Regions from separate parts of the Sus scrofa genome. Here region 2 is linked to region 1. Evidence: chromatin contacts called from public HiChIP or PLAC-seq data. All regions are on one chromosome and are shown on one strand. The core of a region is the stretch at or near the end of the contact, and the rest is flanking DNA. Distances in the headings are between cores, read along the strand shown.

Region 1 (6,298 bases), core at 1,894-4,393:
AGGGAAGTCGGAAGCCAATTTCAAGAGGTTACAGAGGCTTCCACCTGCTGGCTGGCTCTCGCAATGGCTGTGGATGAGATGGAACTTAATGCAGAGCAGATCTGTTCCATGCTGTAAGTTATCTTTCAGTTACATTGTAATTGGGCATCGAGCAGGTTTTGGTAGCTGAGTTCTCTGGCTGGTCTAGAAGGGGTGCAGGGGCTTGGCAGGGACAAAATTTTGCCCTTATGAGCTGTGCCTGTGGGCAAAGCTAGTCAAAATGAAGATTTGGGAAAGCTGTAGCAGCCTGTTTTTGACTCAAATAACAGAAGCCGATTTAAGTAAAAAAGAAGGATAGATAGATAGCTCTTCTTTTTTTTGGGGGGGGGGTCTTTTGAGGGCCGCTCCCACGGCATGTGGAAGTTCCCAGGCTAGGGGTCTAATCAGAGCTGTAGCCACTGGCCTACGCCAGAGACACAGCAATGCAGGATCCGAGCCATGTCTTCGACCTACACCACAGCTCACGGCAATGCGGGATCCTTAACCCACTGAGCAAGGCCAGGGATCAAACTTGCAACCTCATGGTTCCTAGTCGGATTCATTAACCACTGCATCACGACGGGAACTCCAGATAGATAGCTCTTTTTAACATGAAAATGAAATGAGGTTAAAAAATGCATTAATGGGAGTTCCCGTCGTGGCGCAGTGGTTAACGAATCCAACTAGGAACCATGTGGTTTCGGGTTCGGTCCCTGCCCTTGCTCAGTGGGTTAATGATCCGGCGTTGCGGTGAGCTGTGGTGTAGGTTGCAGACGCGGCTCGGATCCTGCGTTGCTGTGGCTCTGGTGTAGGCCGGTGGCCACGGCTCCGATTGGACCCCTAGCCTGGGAACCTCCATATGCCTCGGGAGCGGCCCAAGAAATAGCAAAAAGACCAAAAAAAAAAAAAAATGCATTAATGCATTTAATGGTGCTCCTAGAATTTCTTGAAGGGAAGTAACTGTCTTTATTAGGGGAAATAAGACTTTAGAGGAAGAAAGTGAGATCTTCAGGGCATGAGTGTTGACAGGAACCCTAGCGATGAAGATAGATGAACATATATGGTTAGGGAGTTCTCTCTGTGGTACAAAAGGATTGGTGGCATCTCTGCAGTGCCAGGATGCAGGTTCAATATCCAGCCCAGCACAGTGGGTTAAAAGGATCCAGTGTTGGAGTTCCCATCATGGCTCAGCAGTAACCTGACTACTATCCACAAGGACACAGGTTTGATCCCTGGCCTTGCTCAGTGGGTTAAGGATCTGGTGTTGCCAGCTCCGATTCGACTCCTTGCCTGGGAATTTCCATTAGCCATGGGTACAGCCCTAAAAAAAAAAAAAAAAAAAAAAAAATCCAGTGTTGTCATAGCTGCATGTAGGTTGCAGCTGTGGCTTGGATCTAATCCCTGACCTGGGAACTCCATATGCCTCAGGGCAGCCAAAGAGGAAAAAAAAAAAAAAAAAAAGATAAATGGTTAGAATGCCTCTTCCTGAATGGGAAGCTGGAAGAATTTGGGTTTTTTTTCTCCAGAGAGGATGGGATAGAGGAGAGAAGGATGGGGCAGGGAGAAGAGGTAATAATTTGGGAAAAGGCCAGGCCCTAAGGGGTAAAGAGCCAGTCATAAAACCTCAAAGGAGGGTACAGAAAGAACTTTAAAAGAATGTCAGGAGTGTGAGTTTAAACTGTTTGCAGGAGTTCCCTTCATGGCTCAGCGGTTAACAAGCCCGACTAGGATCCAAGAGGATGCAGGTTCAATCCCTGGCCTTGTTCAGTGGGTTAAGGATCCAGCATTGCTGTGGCGCAGGCCAGCAGCTGTAGCTCTGATTTGACCCCTCACCTAAGAACTTCCATATGCCGCAGGTGTGGCCCTAAAAAACAAAAAACAAACAAATAAAAATAAACTTTGCAGTGCATCATATGACTATGCCCCAGGGCTGGGGGCATCCTAAACTCTCTACCCATGAATGTTTTGTGTGGGAAGAGGTGTGGGCAGTTCTCGGGAAGGGCTAAGTTTCATTTGGACATTTCTGAACCGTGTGACTGCAACAGCCTGGCAGAAGCTGGAGCCCCGGAGACAGAGAGATTTAGAATTGAAAGCTGCCAGAAATTTGCAGAAATCTTAGGGAAGGCTTTGGCTTCTACAAACCATTACTTCAATATCAAAGGCAAGGAGGTTAACATCTGAATGACAAAAGTAGTGTACATTCATTTCAAAAAGTAGAGAAGAAAAAAAAGAAGCAGGCATTCCTTTGCGGAGCGGTGGGTTAGGGATCCGGTGTTGTCACTGCAGCAGCCTGGGTCACTTGCTGTGGATTGGGTTCCATCCCTGGCCGGGTTGCATGCTGCAGGTGCAACCAAAAAAACCCTTCCCCAAAACCAAACCAAAACAAAAGACCATCGTTAAGAAGCAAGAATAGCGAGTCTCCCTTGTGGCTAAGTGGAAACGAACACGACTAGTATCCAGGAGGATGTGAATTCGATCCCGGCATCTCCGATTTGATCCACAGCCTGGGAACTTCGCATGCTGTACCTGCCACCCCACCCCGCCAAATCGAGGACATAATTTTCTACAACAGTATGGAGGATGTTCCCCATTTAGGCGAGCAAGCATATTAAATAAATAGGAAGACAGGTAAGAAGTCCAGAACCATACATTTCTAGTTGCAGAAGCCTCATGAGGGAGCGAAGCCCTTTTGTGAAAATTATAGGCAGCACAGTTTCCTCCAGGAGAATCTGGATACCCAATTTGGATATCCAGGTTCTAGCCTCAGCATTGCTTCTCACTGCAAGTCACGTAGCTTCTCTGGGATTGTTTCTTCACTGGAAGGATGAGGAGATGGTACGAGATAATCTCTAAATTCCCTTCCAGCTTTAAATTCCCTTTTGTGATATTTGCCACACCTGTTTTACTAGCCTTGGAGCTTCCTCCCCGGCTCCTCCCCCAGCAGCCGCGCCACTGGCTCGCACCAGAGGGCGCTCTAAGCGGACCCAGGGCAGCGTGCGGTGGGCGGAGTGGTGATTCAGGGGAGTCTCCAGAAGCTCGGTAATTGGCCGCGGTCCGGACGGAAGGGGGCGTGGGGAAAGGGGAGGGGACGAGCTGCGCGATGACGTCGACTGGCGGGGGCGGGGCTGGACCGCGCAGCGTGTGACGCCACGGCCGCCGCGGAGCTGGGATTAATGGGAAAAGTTTTGGCAGGGGCCGGAGGACCCTGCGGAGCCTGCCGGACGGTGGCGGTGGCGCGGGGGGCAGCCAAGTCAGGTCAGTCTGGATCCGGGGAAGTGGATAGGCAAGCAGCGGAGGGAAGCAGCAGGCCTGAGCTGAGGCGGGCAACGGGGCTGGAGCGCAAGGCCCGGCGGGCTGTGGGGTAGGGGAGCCGCAGGGGTCCTTGGACCCAGCTACAGCTGCTTCCTGTTGCCTCCGGCCCCCCGCCGGTCCACGGTCGTTAGTTGCTCTGCAGGCGCCCCGCTCTGCTGACCCGGTGCCCCCAGGCTTTGGACGCCCATCCCTGTTTAAGCCTGAACCGCGGGCCTCCCCCCAGTCCTCCCCCCCGCACCCCGCACTCTGTGTCCCCTCTTTGGGCCTCTTACTCCGTCTCCTCCCACTTCTGTGTTCTGAGAGCTGGGTCTCAGGTTGGAGGTCCTCTCCCACTCCCCACCCTTGCCTCCAGGCTCTTCCTTCATCCCTTACCTGGTACCCAAATCAGTCGCCCTCTCTACCCAGGGTGTCCTCGGAGATCATCTCTGACCCCTCGTTATCCTGCCTTTGTCGTCCCATCCTTGCTCTCTCAGTCTGCTCTCTTTTCCCATCCTTATCCTTTCCTTACCTGGTGTTAAGCTCCCCGTCGTCTTCTTCGCGGTATTAGGCTTTTTCAGCCGGTGTCTGCAATCCCAGTCAACCTACGCCCCTCCTACCCAGGTTGCCCCCAGAGGCCCTGTTTTTGCTTCATTCTCTGATTTCCTTCCAGTTAGCCCTGTCCCCTGCATTCCTGACACCCGTCTCCCTTCCCTCCCAGTTCTTTGCCTCTGCTTCTGGGAGAAGCATTAGTTCCAAATACAACTTTGCTTTCCTTTGACCTGCAGTTGAGAGAGTCATGGTTTGGGGGCGGGGGTGTTCAGCCCGCGATTGAAGTAAGAGACTGAATGTCAGCGGTAAATAGCAGGTATGTCTGTGTGGGAGAATTTACTGGGGCGTTGCATCAAGGATCATGTCCAATTTGTAGACCATTCTTCTAATCTCAGCTCTAGTACTTCCCCTTTATGGGTCTGTTGACTTCCAGGAACCCTTGAGGAGAGACTGGCCGCTGAATTGGACCTGTGCCAGGGGTAGCTGGAGGCCTTATCCAACCCTTTTCCCCTTCCAGGAAGCAGGGCTTTGTGGCTTTACACTCTGGATGTACTGTATACATTTAAGTCATGATACCCCAGCCTGTCTCTGCCCTCACTCCCACCCTCCACCCTGTACCCCATCCCAAGAGCTAAAAGAAGTCTCCAGAAGCTATGCCCCAGAGAATGCCTGTGGTCTTCAACCTTTTTCCTCTGTACTGGCTCCAGAACATTTTTTTTTTTTTTTTTTCCTGTTTGAGTTTTGAAATAGATTGCCAGCCTGATGGCCCTGGGGCTGGCAGCTATTTGTCCCTTTTATTGTTGGTGGTTCAGACTACCTGCTGACTTTTCCTTCTTGCCCATCTCTTACCCACTGAATGTGTCGGGGCTTCTAATGTCAGTCCCTGAGCAGGTGCTCTTGAAGGTTCTCCTCCCTCCGTTTTTCCTTGGGAGCTTGATAGCCTGTCACTCCAAGCAGGAGACTGCCACTAAAGTTGTGTTCCCTTTGCCCAGGCGTAGCATAGGGTGTCAGGTCAATATCTGTCTGGGCAGGTTGTGGGGCTGCATTAGTTGGACATGTCAGGAATTTGAGTTGCCTCCAGTCACAGAGATGGTCCTCTCTGGGGCTAGAAAAACCCACCACCTTCGTGGTGCATCTGGATGTTTAACCTTCTTGGGGGGCCGAAAGCTTGAACTCCTTTATTTGATGTTGGTCCCCTGGAGAGATCTTCAGGAAATAACGTGTGCTCTGTTTCTGCCCAGTCCTGATCTTGGAGGATTCGGAAAGCATGACCCACTCTCACGTTTGCAAGTGAAGGCCGGTTGTTTCCCCGGCTCTGGGTTTCTAGGTCTCCTCTTTTGAGGATCATGCTCTGTGTCTTTGAGCCAGAACTGGACTCAGAATTGGCAGCCTTCAGGAGCTGTGGTCGAGAGCCAACTGAACTGGCCAGGCCAGACTTGAAAGTTTTGGAATCCTCTTGTGTGCAGACCCTTTTCTGTGAAAGGAAGGGGCTCGTGGATGGCTGAGCCAGCCCCCTCTGCACTGACCCTTGGGGTCCTCTGCTCAGCAGCACTTGGGGGGGGGGATTTGGGCAGAATGGACCAAAAGGGTTCCCCCGTTCCAATGGAAAACATCCCTCTGGGGCTTTAATGAGTCATTCTGATGAAGTCGGGCTTGTGTGTTTGGTGGTAATGTTGTCCAGCCTTTGGCTCCTTGGGACTTTACTTACCTGACTCTTTTGGGCAGTTTGCTGCTCTGTCTGGGACCCCTGGGTAGAGCCCTCCCCCGAGGTGGCAGGTGAGAAGGGCTTGAGAGGCAGTCAGGCCTGGTCCTTGGGGAGCAGCTTGGGCACCAGCAGCCCTGGCTGGATAGCTTCTTGCAGTTTGTCCACCTGGTCGTCACCTGTGTGGGTCGTCATCATTATCGATTACCATTCGGTGACCTGTGCAGAGCTGGCTGGGGTCAGCCTGCCTCTCTTTTTCAAAGGTGTGAACAGACAGACCCCCGACCTAACCTTGTAGGTGGTGTAGCCCGTCACCTCCTTAGTTTAATGAACTGCTCTTTTGTTTGGCTGCCTTTCTCCTTGCCTCTCCACCACTGCTTTCCTCCTCCTTTGCTGTGAGATAGATCACCCCATGGGGGAAGAATTGCCCTCACTCAGCCTGCCAGCCCTACCTGTGGTTCCTCAGACCCCGTCCCCCAGGGCCTGGGGCGAGGACGGCCCCTGTTGGATGCTGGCCTGGGAAGCTAGTAAGCCTCTTTGGATAGAATGCAGCTGTCCTGGCTGTTGTGCAAGCTGTCCTCAGGGCCTGCGACTCCTGGCACGTCCTGGGGTGGGGCGGCCTCTCAGGAGGGGCTGGACCTGTTGCTTGGAAACGCTTCAACTCCGTTCTGTCACCAAGGCTCACCTCCTAGCTGTGACCTGCGGGCTGGGAAGCTAAACTCTGGGGCCCTCTTTCTG
Region 2 (6,298 bases), core at 1,386-3,885, 39 kb after region 1:
AGGATTTCAGGATTCACTTCACCTAAGAGGTAGGCGCGGGGCCAGGGTTTGGCAGAGAGCTTGGGCCAACACGCAGGATTCCCTGTAGTTCTCTCTTGGCGACTCTGGGTGTTCACTACTGTGCTGGCTGCCGCCGCCAAAGGTACCAGAATAATAATGACACTGTCCCCTCCTCAGCGAGGAGGGCCTGCTCTCAGGAAGCTATAGCCAGCTGTGTAAGACGGTCGTTTCGTGTGATGCTGCTGTGTGCACAGCTGCCCCTTCGACAGCCTGATGCCATTGCTCAAAAGGAGCTCTTCTCTTTCTGAGGTTTGAGCATCAGTTTATTTTTTCTTGGATGATTTGCTGGCACCATTATAGACTGGTCTGAGATTCCTCGGACACTTTTTCTGTTTCTGAGAATGGCCCTGGATGCGTCTTGAAGGACTCCTTTCTTCTGTTTCTTTGAATAATGACAAGTTAACTCTACAGTGTCACTTGCTGATCTCCAGACTTTCCCAGGGGCAGTTCACTTGCTGGGTTTTGGTATCCGGATTTTTCTTGTGGACTCTCGGGTCATTTCTTTGCCTTTTCTAGTCTGACTCCATTTTTCTAGGAGAGTGCATCTCAAAGTGATTGCCGAGTCAGGCTCTCCAGGAGTGGGTCTTGGCTCTGCTACTGAAAACTCAAGGAAAGTAGAGCAAATTGAGATCTTAGGCAGTTATGGATGGGTTTCTGGATGGGGACTCCAAGTGGCCGAGGTGATCTGTACTCTTAGGTAGTTTTGGAAGCTCTAATAGGTCATAAAGGCCACACGCTCCTTCCATTCCCTGCTTTATCATTAGGGTCTCTGATTCCCATTGTCCAAAATGGCTGCCATGGATTCAGCTATCACACCCCCATCTCAGGCAGCAGGACAGAGAAAGAGAGAGGAAAGGATGCTGTCCCCCCTTCCCTCTCTTTTAAGGCTACTTCAAGAAAGTCTTCTGCCTCTACCATTTTCAGTGACTCAGGGAAAGTTATTTACTATGTGAGAACCACAGATACTTCATTTGTAAAGTGGGCACGGTCATACTTAGCTCAGGAGGATGAGGCTTAGAGAGAATGGCACAGAGTGCTGGGCACTGGGTCTGGTCCACAGCGAGTGCTCTCTAGATGGTGGCTGCTGCCAGAGGACACCTCGACTCCATCCCCTTTCCCTTCTTTCCCCACCCATCTCTACATGGCCTCCACCTGCCCCTCACCGCCCCGCCTTTGCTCAGGCACCCTTTGTCCTCTCTTCCTACCCTGCCTTCTCCCAACATCCCCTCTTCTCTGCCCCGCATTTTCCTGCTTCCCCTCCTGCTGCCATCCCTCATCACCTTCATCCTCTTGCTTTTCCACCTTGTCCTACCTCTTCCTTGTGTTGCTTCTATCTTCCTGATGTCCATAATTAATGGAAAGTTATCATTATATGACAAGGACCAGAGGTTAGAGGTGGTGACTGGCCTTTGAACTGCAAGTCAGCAATGAGTCATTTAAGAAAACCAAGTTTAGGAGTTCCCATTGTGGCACAGCGAAAACAAATCCAACTAGGAACCATTAGGTTGCGGGTTCAGTCCCTGGCACCGCTCAGTGGGTTAAGGATCCGGCATTGCCGTGAGATGTGGTGTGGGTTGCAGACTCAGCTCGGATCTGGCATTGCTGTGGCTGTGGTATAGGCCAGTAGCTGTAGCTCCGAATGGACCCGTAACCTGGGAACCTCCATATGCTGCAGGTACAGCCCTAAAAAGCAAAGAAAAAAAGAAAACCAAGTTTAACTGGTTTATTCATGAATTCATTAGGAAGTACATTTGGCAGCTAGTAAGCAGAGACCAGAAATAGCAGTGGCTTAAACCACTAGAAGTTTATTCCCTGTTAGGTCTTTAAAAGAAATCTGGGGGAGACAGTCTAGGTATAGTCCCTCTGCTTTCCATTCTGAGTGCATGGCTTCCAGCCCCAGGGTTGCGTCATGGTCCAAGATGACTGCTGGAACTCCAGCCATCGTGTCAGGTTTCCAGGAAGAAGTTGAGGGAGAGTAAAAAAGACATGAGCTAGCTGTCTGTCTCCCTCTCAAGGGGCTTTGCTGGGAGTCCCACCTACTGGCTCCTGCTTCCCCTCCCTGGCCTCCATCAGCTGCGAGGGAAGCCGAAATGCCTTTTAGCTGACACACTGCCACCTGAAATAAAATTGGGATTCTGTAACTAAGGGGAAAGAGGAAAGTAGATATTGCATAAACAGTTGGCAAGATCTGCCACTACTCACTGAGCATTAATTTAGCACCTACTGTCTGCTAGTTATTAGGACCAGCCAAGGAGTCCTCATTCCAGAGGGGAGACTTAGTTAAGTGAACAAGTACCGTGCAGAGTGAGGATAAGAGGGGTAAAATGGAGGAAGCACACCTCACCCACAGCCCGTGGGCACCAGGGCTACCCCTGGGGCTTTTCGTACCAGGCTCTTCTCTGTTGTTCAGGTCTTCTGTGCCCTCCCCTCTGCTCTCGCCCTTTTGACGTCATCATCATCATCATCATCCTTGTCCTTGGGGCACTTTGTGTTCCTTTGTTCTGACCCCAGCGCAGCCCCCAGAGCCTGAAGAAGTGGCAGCGGTTGGCCGCTCCGTGGGAGCCTCTGGGCTGGGAGCCACCTGTTTGAAGAGCCAGGTTCCAGACCGGCAGGCAGCTGGAGGCCAATGGCAGGAGTGCATCCTGTTCCTGGACGTGCCTTGGCGCTGCCAGCAGGTGCTACTCCAGGGATGGGGTCGTCATTGGGCGGCCCCTGGCATCAGCTACACTGTGCTGTCCCTGGCAGCTTGTCATAAAATGAAACTTAGAGCAGTAAATCCTTCTCCCTTAAAATAGGTCCTGTAAAACAGGTTTGAGTGACTTATGGACAGTGATTAATCAGGAATCTCAGGATGCCATAGCTAATTGTATATAAAGAAAATACAGGAGTTCCCGTCGTGGCGCAGTGGTTAACGAATCCGACTAGGAACCATGAGGTTGCGGGTTCGGTCCCTGCCCTTGCTCAGTGGGTTAAGGATCCGGCGTTGCCGTGAGCTGTGGTGTAGGTTGCAGACGCGGCTCGGATCCAGCGTTGCTGTGGCTCTGGTGTAGGCCGGTGGCTACAGCTCCGATTGGACCCCTAGCCTGGGAACCTCCATATGCCGCGGGAGCGGCCCAAGAAATAGCAACAACAACAACAACAACAAAAAGACAAAAGACAAAAAAAAAAAACAAAAAAAAGAAAATACAGGAGTTCTCTAGTGGGGCAGCAGGTTAAGAATCCAGTATGGTCACTGCTATAGCTCAGGTCGCTGCCATATGGCACAGGTTCGATCCCTGACCCAGGAACTTCTGCCTGCCAAGCGTGTGGCAAAGAAAGAAAGAAAGAAAGAAAGAAGGGAGGGAGGGAGGGAGGGAAGGAAGGAAGGAAGGAAGGAAGGAAGGAAGAAAGAAAGAAAGAAAATATAGCTCCTATTTACTATAAAATTTCCTTAAATGTTTAATTACCGTTTAGTTCTTGGAACTAAAAGGGAATTTTAGGGATAACTTATAGGGCCCACAGTGTCTGCTTTCGATTTCAGGAACACCTCTTACCCTCTTTCCTCTTCACCTCTCACTCAGTTCCCTGAGGGAAGTTTGCTGCCAAATTTTTTTTTTTTCCTTTTGTCTTTTTAGGCCTATATCCATGGCCTGTGGAGGTTCCCAGGCTAGGGATGGAATCGGAGCAGTAGCTGCTGGCTCACGCCACAGCAACACGGGATCCGGGCCGTATCTGCGACCTACACCACAGCTCACGGCAGTGCCGGATCCTTAACCCACTGAGCAAGGCCAGGGATCGACCGAAGCTGCATCCTCGTGGATGCTAGTTGGGTTCATTAACCACTGAGCCACAAAAATCTTGAGGAACTCCCCCAAGATTTTTTTTTTAAGGCATAACCCTTCCTTAAATATTTACTCTTTGAGGGCAGACTGGAGGATTACAGGGTTGTTGGTTCTGACGCAGTACACTCCCTAGAGCTTGGACTATGACCGTGAATAAGTTACCTAACCCTCCTGTCCTTGGTTTCCTCCTCTATCAAATTGTAGTCCTGATCATCAGGGGGATTAGGAGGCACGTGGTACATGTCAGTTATTCAGGCTGCTTTACCACGGAGGTTGGGGCCAGAAGGCGGGAGGCCTTGGCTGCCACATCCAAGGAACGGAATTTTATGCTTTCGGCACAGAGAGCTGCAGAGATTTGCAGGCAGGGCTGTGAGAGATCATGTCTGGGCTTAGAATGTCACCAGCAGGAGTAGGGAGGCTGGCCTGGAGCAAGGGAGTATCCGGAGGCAGGTCTAGTGAGGGGCCGGCAGGGCCTGAGCCAGGACAGCAGCGGCCACAGGGGAAGTGCACAGTGGATGGTGAAAAGCCGGTCGTGAGGAAAGACCGGTGGTGCTGGCTTTTCAGCCTGTGCGACTCAGGGTGGTGTCCCACTGGCAAGGAGCCTTGGAGGAGTTGCAGGTGGAAGGTGACAGGAGCGGAAAGAGGCACACGGTGATCAGCTCTGCAAACACGAACTGAGCACGTGCCACCTGCCAGGCACTCTGCCGGCCACAAGGGTCAGGGATGCCTGAGGCCTGGCACAAAGATCACCGATTGCGTCTTGGATGTATCATGAGCCCTGGGGGAAGGCCTCTGTGGGGTGCTGAGACAGTCAGTAGGAGAGAAGTCCAGGCCAGAGATGGAAGATGCAGTGAGAATGTGAAAGCACCCGTGGGTGGTTTGGGCGGTGAACAGGGAAGCCGGCCACAGGCAGACGCTGGGAGGAGTGTACAGGAGAGGCTTCAGGGCGGGGGAAGTAAGAGGGAGCAGCAGAGTGTGGAGCCCTGGAGGAGGGGGCTTCCCCAAGGTGGGGGCAGTGCCCCCGCGCTGTGTGTGACAGAGGCAGGACCAGAGTGGCAAAGGGCCTCTTAGAGATGGGTGGACACGAGAAGGTGGGAAGCCGCTGAGAGTCGAAGGCAGCTTCTCACTGGCCGCCGTCTAGTACTTTGTGTCTGTATCATACCTGACAGCTTGCCAGGCACGTTCATTGTCATGTCCTCTCACCAGCCCGTCAGGCAGGGGCTATGGCCTCATTTCGTGGCTGAGACGCTGAAGCTAAGCCCAGGGAGGGCTGGCTTCCTAGAGGAGGGGCTTCCTCAAAGATACCGTGGGCCTGGGCAGGTGAGCAAGGGGACGGGCCGGAAGGACATAGCCAAGGCCTGGGGCTGTGTGTGGGAGCAGGTGCCTTTGACCCAGGGGAAAGGTGAGGAAGAAGGCGGGGGAGCAAGGCAGAGCCTGGGGCAAGAAGGGCCGTGACCAGAAGTTTGGGCCTGTTGTAGGGTAGCAAGGAGCTTTTGAGGTTTCATAAACAGGGAAGTACTTGTGACCATATTTGTGATCTAGAAAGATGAGTCTGGGTACAGACTGGGGAGGGGAACAGAGTGGCAGCAGGGGCCCCTTAGAGACTGTTGGAGTAGTTTAGCTGAGAAATGAGAGGGCGTCAGGGAGGTGTTTGCCACTGGGATGATGGTAGTTGGTCCATTTGCTACTTGGATTATTTGGATCTTGGGGGGACAGTGGGGGATGAGGGCATAGCTGCAAGGAATCTAGCTTCAGAGTTCCTGCTGTGACACAACAGGATCAGTGGTGTCCCTGGAGCGCTGGGACGCAGGTTCAATCCCCAGCCCGGCACAGTGGGTTAAAGGATCCTGGGAGTTCCCTTCATGGCGCAGTGGTTAACGAATCCGACTAGGAACCATGAGGTTGTGGTGGGTTCGATCCCTGCCCTTGCTCAGTGGGTTAACCATCCAGCGTTGCCGTGAGCTGTGGTGTAGGTCGCAGACACGGCTAGGATCCCGTGTTGCTGTGGCTCTGGCGTAGGCCAGTGGCTACAGCTCCGATTCGACCCCTAGCCTGGGAACCTCCATATGCCGAGGGAGCAGCCCAAGAAATGGCAAAAAGACAAAAAAAAAAAAAAAAGGATCCTGCATTGCGGCCACTGTGGCACAGGTCACAACTGTGCCTCAGATCTGATCCCTGGCCCAGGAACTCCATTCACCACAAAGCAGCCAAAAGAGAAAGGGGAAAAAAGGAGTCCAGCTTCAAGACTGAGACCCCAGGAATTCCCACTGTGGCTCAGCAGAAACGAACCTGACTAGTATCCATGAGGTCTCAGGTTCGATCCCTGGCCTAGATTAGTGGGTTAAGGATCCGGCATTGCTGTGAGCTGTGGTGTAGGTCACAGACATGGCAGCTTGGATCTATCGTTGCTGTGGCTG

The links. HiChIP or PLAC-seq counts read pairs in DNA pulled down with a chosen protein or histone mark.
Region 2: an H3K27ac HiChIP or PLAC-seq map of skeletal muscle shows a contact between it and region 1. The contact joins the enhancer-like site here to the promoter of PPARD in region 1. A contact is called at or near these places in 5 of 5 promoter capture datasets (fetal liver, fetal skeletal muscle, liver and 1 more), 12 of 47 Hi-C or Micro-C datasets (alveolar macrophages, embryonic fibroblasts, epiblast stem cells and 5 more) and 2 of 2 datasets of contacts at active chromatin or transcription factors (alveolar macrophages and skeletal muscle).

The regions. Positions count from the first base shown.
Region 1 is chr7:31,219,399-31,225,696 of Sscrofa11.1, forward strand. It overlaps PPARD (peroxisome proliferator activated receptor delta), which reads left to right and starts at 3,144. Exons shown (of 8, transcript NM_214152.2): 1 at 3,144-3,273.
Region 2 is chr7:31,258,591-31,264,888 of Sscrofa11.1, forward strand. The region is part of intron 2 of PPARD (peroxisome proliferator activated receptor delta); the gene reads left to right. Among named protein-coding and RNA genes, the nearest start is that of PPARD, 39 kb to the left of the region's middle. Within about 2 kb of position 2,636, at least 18 of the 83 cell types and tissues checked have an H3K27ac peak or open chromatin away from gene starts, as enhancers often do. A contact at or near this core is called in alveolar macrophages, fetal liver, liver and 1 more, where this site is marked.